Regions from separate parts of the Monodelphis domestica genome. Here region 2 is linked to region 1. Evidence: chromatin contacts called from public Hi-C data. All regions are on one chromosome and are shown on one strand. The core of a region is the stretch at or near the end of the contact, and the rest is flanking DNA. Distances in the headings are between cores, read along the strand shown.

Region 1 (2,700 bases), core at 55-2,554:
GAAATCCTCGACACCCGGATGTCCAGATCTCTGGTAGCCTTCCTCCTCCCCAAGCCTGGAGCCCACTTAGCCGCCATGGTTAATCCGCTATGTGACAAGAACCCTCGAGCAGATACTATAGAGCGGGGCGAAGTCTCCAGGAGAAGGCGGGGAAGAGATCCACTGCTCCCCGCCTCCCCCAACAAAGCACTGACCCGACATTCCCCGGCGGGGAAGGTTCCGCTTGTAATCGATAGGGCCGTAGCCCCCAGGTGGGGGCATGTCCTGTTTCACCTTGGACGCAGCCATCTTGCCGACTCAAAGCACTTCCGGCAGCAGAGCTCCTAGACGGAAGAATCCAGAAATGGCGTCGGATGGGGTGGAGTGGGGTAGGAGGTGGTGAGCACGCTCCGCCATCTAAAGAGTGGCGGAACCTAATGCGACAAGCAGTTCTTAAAGGGGCAGACGCTCCATTTAGGTGTGGAAAAGGTGGAGCCAAGACTAGACCCCTCCTGCGCCTTCGAAAGGGAAAGCCCGGCTAATATTAATAGTAATATCTGGCAGTTAGGTAGCTTTTTAAAGTTTGCAAACTTTTATCTGATTTGAAAGAAGTTCTGTTAACTAGGTTAAAGGCTATTGGGGATGCCCAAGAGGAGCCTAGGTGTTAAGAGTACAAGTGTTCCAGTCCCAGTTCCAAACCGGCTTCTTCGTTGACCTTGACCCCCACTGGACAAATTTTATTTCTCTTTAGTTTCCTCTGAACAGTGAAACAACGGATTGTATTATCCAGCTAGTCTTGCTAAGGTGCCCCTCCAGTTCTAAACTGGCTCACGGTCCAACCTCTCCCGACCCATCGCTTGCATTGTACCAACTGAGGCCACCAGGGGGGAGTGCAGTCTCAGAGTTACTCTACCTAGGGGGACGAGTAGCGCAGAAGAGGGATGAGATAGTTCCTACCCGCCTCGGAGCTCCAATTATCAGTGGAACCCAACTTCGCTTACGTCCTACCACGCTCCCAGGTCTGGGCGTCTTGCCACCTTCTAACCCAGCAGCATCTCTATCTCTTCAGGTGCGCCCCCTCCGCCCACGTCACAAACCGGACCCTGGCGTTCAGGGCCAGGAAACATGCGGTAGCCTCGCTGCGGCCCGTGACGCCCCCAGTCACTTCACAAGGAGGAAATTGTTACCTGGGCGATAAAGGGCGGTGGGGGGCCCCGGGGCAGGAGTGGGCACATGGGGGTCAAGGTCTGTGGGTGCCAAGCGCCATGGGTTAAGCCCCAATTCGAAATTCGGAAAACCCTCCCGACGCTCTCGCCCCGTCCATCATGTCTGGAGACAAACTCTTGAATGAGCTGGGCTACAAGCTGGGCCGCACCATCGGGGAGGGGAGCTACTCCAAGGTTAAGGTGGCCACCTCCAAGAAGTACAAGGGCACGGTGGCCATCAAGGTGGTGGACCGGCGGCGGGCCCCCCCGGACTTTGTCAACAAGTTCCTGCCCCGGGAGCTCTCCATCCTGCGCGGCATCCGCCACCCGCACATCGTGCACGTCTTCGAGTTCATCGAAGTGTGCAACGGGAAGCTGTACATCGTCATGGAGGCTGCTGGCACCGACCTACTGCAGGTGGTGCAGCGCAGTGGGCACATCCCATGCGCCCAAGCGCGCGAGCTTTTTGGTCAAATTGTGGGCGCTGTGCGCTACCTGCATGACCACCACCTGGTGCACCGCGACCTCAAATGCGAGAACGTGCTGCTGAGCCCCGACGAGCGGCGCATCAAGCTCACGGACTTTGGCTTTGGCCGCCAGGCGCACGGCTACCCGGATCTCAGCACCACCTACTGCGGCTCTGCCGCCTACGCGTCTCCCGAGGTGCTCCTGGGCATCCCCTACGACCCCAAGAAGTACGACGTTTGGAGCCTGGGCGTCGTGCTCTACGTCATGGTCACCGGCTGCATGCCCTTCGACGACTCGGACATCGCGGGCCTGCCCCGCCGCCAGAAGCGCGGCGTCCTCTACCCCGACGGCCTCGAGCTGGCCGAGCGCTGCAAAGCGCTCATCGCAGAGCTGCTGCAGTTCAGCCCGTCCGCGCGACCCTCCGCTGGTCAGGTCGCCCGCAACAGCTGGCTGCGCGGCGAGGCTTGCTAGCGCCCACCTCGCAGGCGCCCCCCCCCCTCCCAATCTCCTCCGCCTTCCCTCTTCCCAGGCTACTGACCCTCACCCCCGACCCCGCGTAGGGGGAGCGGCACGAGGGCGCACGGCGCCCAGGGGAGAGGAGCAGGAAGCCCTTCTGACCTCATCCCCTCCACCCCTTTTATCCTTTCTCTCCCGCCCTCCTAGTCGAGGGGCGTGCGACAGGCCGCCGCCCCTCCCCTTCGCGGGACCCGGAGGTAGTTGGGGTGGTGGGCGAGGGGTGGGAATAGAAAGGGGCATGACCAAGATGCTAGGGATAGAGCGAGGGAAAAAAAATGGGGTCCGGCCGCGCAGGAAGCCCGGAGGAAGTGGAGTGCCATCACTACGCCTGGCAGGAGGGAGAAGCCTAAGACCTCGAGGCGCCCCCTGTTGGCCGAGATCGGCGCTGGCCCTCCCTCCACCCTGCTGGACCCGACAATAAACTCGCTCTCTTGCTAGCAACTCCAGAATCTAGACTGGTCTGGAAGGGGGGGAAAGGGGGCGGGAACAAATTCTAGAGAGGCGGGACAGATTTTTGCCCCCTCACCCCCTT
Region 2 (2,700 bases), core at 5-2,504, 260 kb after region 1:
CTGGGGCCAGGAGGCTGGCAACGGGCAGGCAGCCGACGCCTCAGGAGAAAGGGAACGGAAGACTAAGTAAGGGTAGGGGTAGCTCAAGCCCCAAAGGAGGGGGCCGCCTTCTAACCCATCCCCATCCCCGCCCCCGCGCACCTGCCCCGCAGCCCCCACAGCCCTACGGGCTCCCCCTCCCCCTCCGCAGGGAGGAGAGGGGAGGGACGAGGGCCCGCCCAGCCCCGCCCCGCCCGACCGGCCCGGCGCCCCGGGGGACAGGGCGTGGGGGGCACGGCCAGGAGGGGGGAGGGGAGAGGGCGAGTCTAGGCACGTTCTCGGGGCGCGGGGGGGGTGGAATAAGAGGCCTCTAGTCCCTTCCTGACCCGAGCCATCCCCTCCCCCCCGCCCCTTGGCCCAGCCCGGCCCGAGCGCAGCCCCTCAGGGCGACCGGAACGGGCAGGAGACTCAGAGCGAGGGAATTCCGCCCGGGCCCCCCACGGACGACCGAGCCAAGTCACTCACCGGCCAGCCAAAGTTGTCTCGGAGCCTCCTGCGCGGCTCCGGAGGGCAGCAGCGGCCTGGGGCGGACGCCCGGGAGGGCGGGACGGTCCCAGCGGCTCCTTCAGGTGGCGGCAGCGGCGACGGACCGAGCGTGTGTCGTGCGGGGTGTGTGGGGCTGTAGTCGGGGGCGCGCTTCGGGGACGCCACGCGCTGCGCGCCGCCGCTGCCGTCCCCGTGTCGTCCACCACTCTCCCCCTCCCGCGGCGGGGGCGCGCGCTCCGGACAGTGGGGCTGTGGGGTGCTGAGGGACAGGGCGGGGGGGGGGGTTGCGAAGGAGCGAGATGAAGGTGACTGTCCTCAGTGGGGGGACGTCCCCGACTAGAGACAGAGCTGTAGAGGCGAGGGGCAGAAGGCGGGGGGAGGGGGGGTTGAAGGTGGCGGCACCTCCGCGGGACTCCGGGTTTCTCCTCAGACTGAAATTACCCGCTTCCCAGCCCGGCTTCCCCGGTTGCTAGGCAGATTTCACCTCCCACACTTCCGGGTTTCGGTACGTCTCCCTGAATGGCAAGGCAAGCACCCAATGAGAGTGAGGTGCTTGCCCAATTGATGGGACCTACGCCCAAAGGGTGCAGAACCTACCCAAGATCGACAGTACTCAGTGGCCAATGAGAAGCGAGCCCGACTGGCCCGACTGATCGCGCCAGCGGCCATGAAGGCCCAAGGGGCGAGAGCCGGCAACCCCGACGTGTGACGGGCGGGCAACCGAGCCAATCGTTGATCAGAAGGGGATGCCTACCCAGTCGGGGCTGTACGAATACGAGATTTCGGTCGCCGAAGGGGCGGAGCCAAGAGTATAGCGTCAATTGCCGAGACCGAGCTCCCTTCGACCCTTGAGGGCGGCCGGTCGGCCGGGGCAAAGGGGGTTCCCTACAGTGCTCAGCAGGGGCGCCCCACCCACAATGCACCCGGAGGAGGCGAGAGCGGTGTGGACTGGGAGCCGCGCGGGTGGGTGTGGGGGGAGGGGCGGGCAGTGACGGGGGGGCGGGGCGCGCGCGCGCGGGGTGGCGGTTGGCGCCGGCTGGGCCGAGCCCAGGCAGCCGGGGTTGGAGAGGGCGACAGTGAAAGCCAGGAGGCTTGGCCTCTCCTCAGTCCAAGGCCTAAGGGATCCCGAGACACCTCACCGACCCCCGGGGCGAGCTCATCTACCGCAGCCCAGAGTTTTGTCGCACAGGACCCTGAGCCTCATCTTTTCCCACCCTCTGCTCAGCCCAGCGTCTTGTTCTCCCTGGACTTAAGAGCTCATCCTCAATACCTCCTCCCCAGACCATCATTTCTGCTTAACTGACCCCCTAGTCTTGACCAATGGTGGCACGCCGCCCCCCATTCTCCATTACCCTCCTCCAGGCTCATTTCTACCGATACCGACGTTTATGGGTATTATCCCTTCCCCTTGCCGCTGTCCTTTAAAACTTCTGTTCTCCCTCCTCTTTCCTTATCGTATCAAATCCCCCCCCCCCCCCAATAAGAAAGTGGAGGAGCAATTCTAAAAGTTGCAGGAAAAAAAAATAGCCCCAGTTAAGAAGATGGGTGATCCTCAATTTCGTGTCTTGGTGTCTTATCTCACAATGCTACTTACTAGCAGCTGACCTTAGGCTAGTAGTTCTCCCTGAGGGAAAGGGGGTGGTCCTCAGTTTCTTCTGTAAATTGAGGAGGCTGGATCAGATGATCTCCAAAATCCTCTCCAGCTCCTAATACAATGTTCCTATTCCACAGTGGTTTATCCAAACTTTGTATCTCTTTCTGTGTCCAGCATAGTCTTTGGTATACTAAATTGGCATAGGATTTTTGTTTGTTCTGGTCGATTGGGGGAAACCAGTCTGAGGAACACTTATTGTGAGAGGCTTTGGGGTCAGGTCTAAGTGAAGGGGCAACTAGATGGCTCAGTGGATAGAGAGCCAGACCTGGAGAAGGGAGGTCCTAGGTTCAAAATGGGGCCTCACTTCCTAGCTGTGTGACTTTGGGCAAGTCACTTAACCCCAGTGAAGCAGGAATTTTTTTTTCTTGCTTTCAGAGATGACCCCTTTGTGAGAAATAACCTTGGAATTGTAGAAAGAGCGCTGGAATTGAAGTCAGATGACCTGAGTTTGAATCCTAGTTCTACTAGTTCCTGTGTGACCTTGAGCCCATCATTTGAGCTTTAGTTTAGTCTCATTTTAT

The links. Hi-C and Micro-C count contacts between places; a contact is called where the count stands out from the background.
Region 2: a contact with region 1 is called in a Hi-C map of limb, with 4 times the contacts expected there. The contact joins the promoter of GATAD2A here to the promoter of TSSK6 in region 1. A contact is called at or near these places in 2 of 2 Hi-C or Micro-C datasets (limb and spleen and liver).

What each region holds. Positions count from the first base shown.
Region 1 is chr3:85,765,957-85,768,656 of mMonDom1.pri, forward strand. It overlaps TSSK6 (testis specific serine kinase 6), which reads left to right and starts at 1,305. Exons shown (of 1, transcript XM_003340736.4): 1 at 1,305-2,609. The coding sequence starts at 1,305. The coding sequence ends at 2,123. NDUFA13 (NADH:ubiquinone oxidoreductase subunit A13) reads right to left here. Exons shown (of 6, transcript XM_056822368.1): 2 at 195-323. The coding sequence starts at 288.
Region 2 is chr3:86,029,864-86,032,563 of mMonDom1.pri, forward strand. GATAD2A (GATA zinc finger domain containing 2A) reads right to left here and starts at 1,255. Exons shown (of 13, transcript XM_016432182.2): 1 at 1,123-1,255. All of the region lies in intron 1 of LOC103093554 (a long non-coding RNA gene), which reads left to right.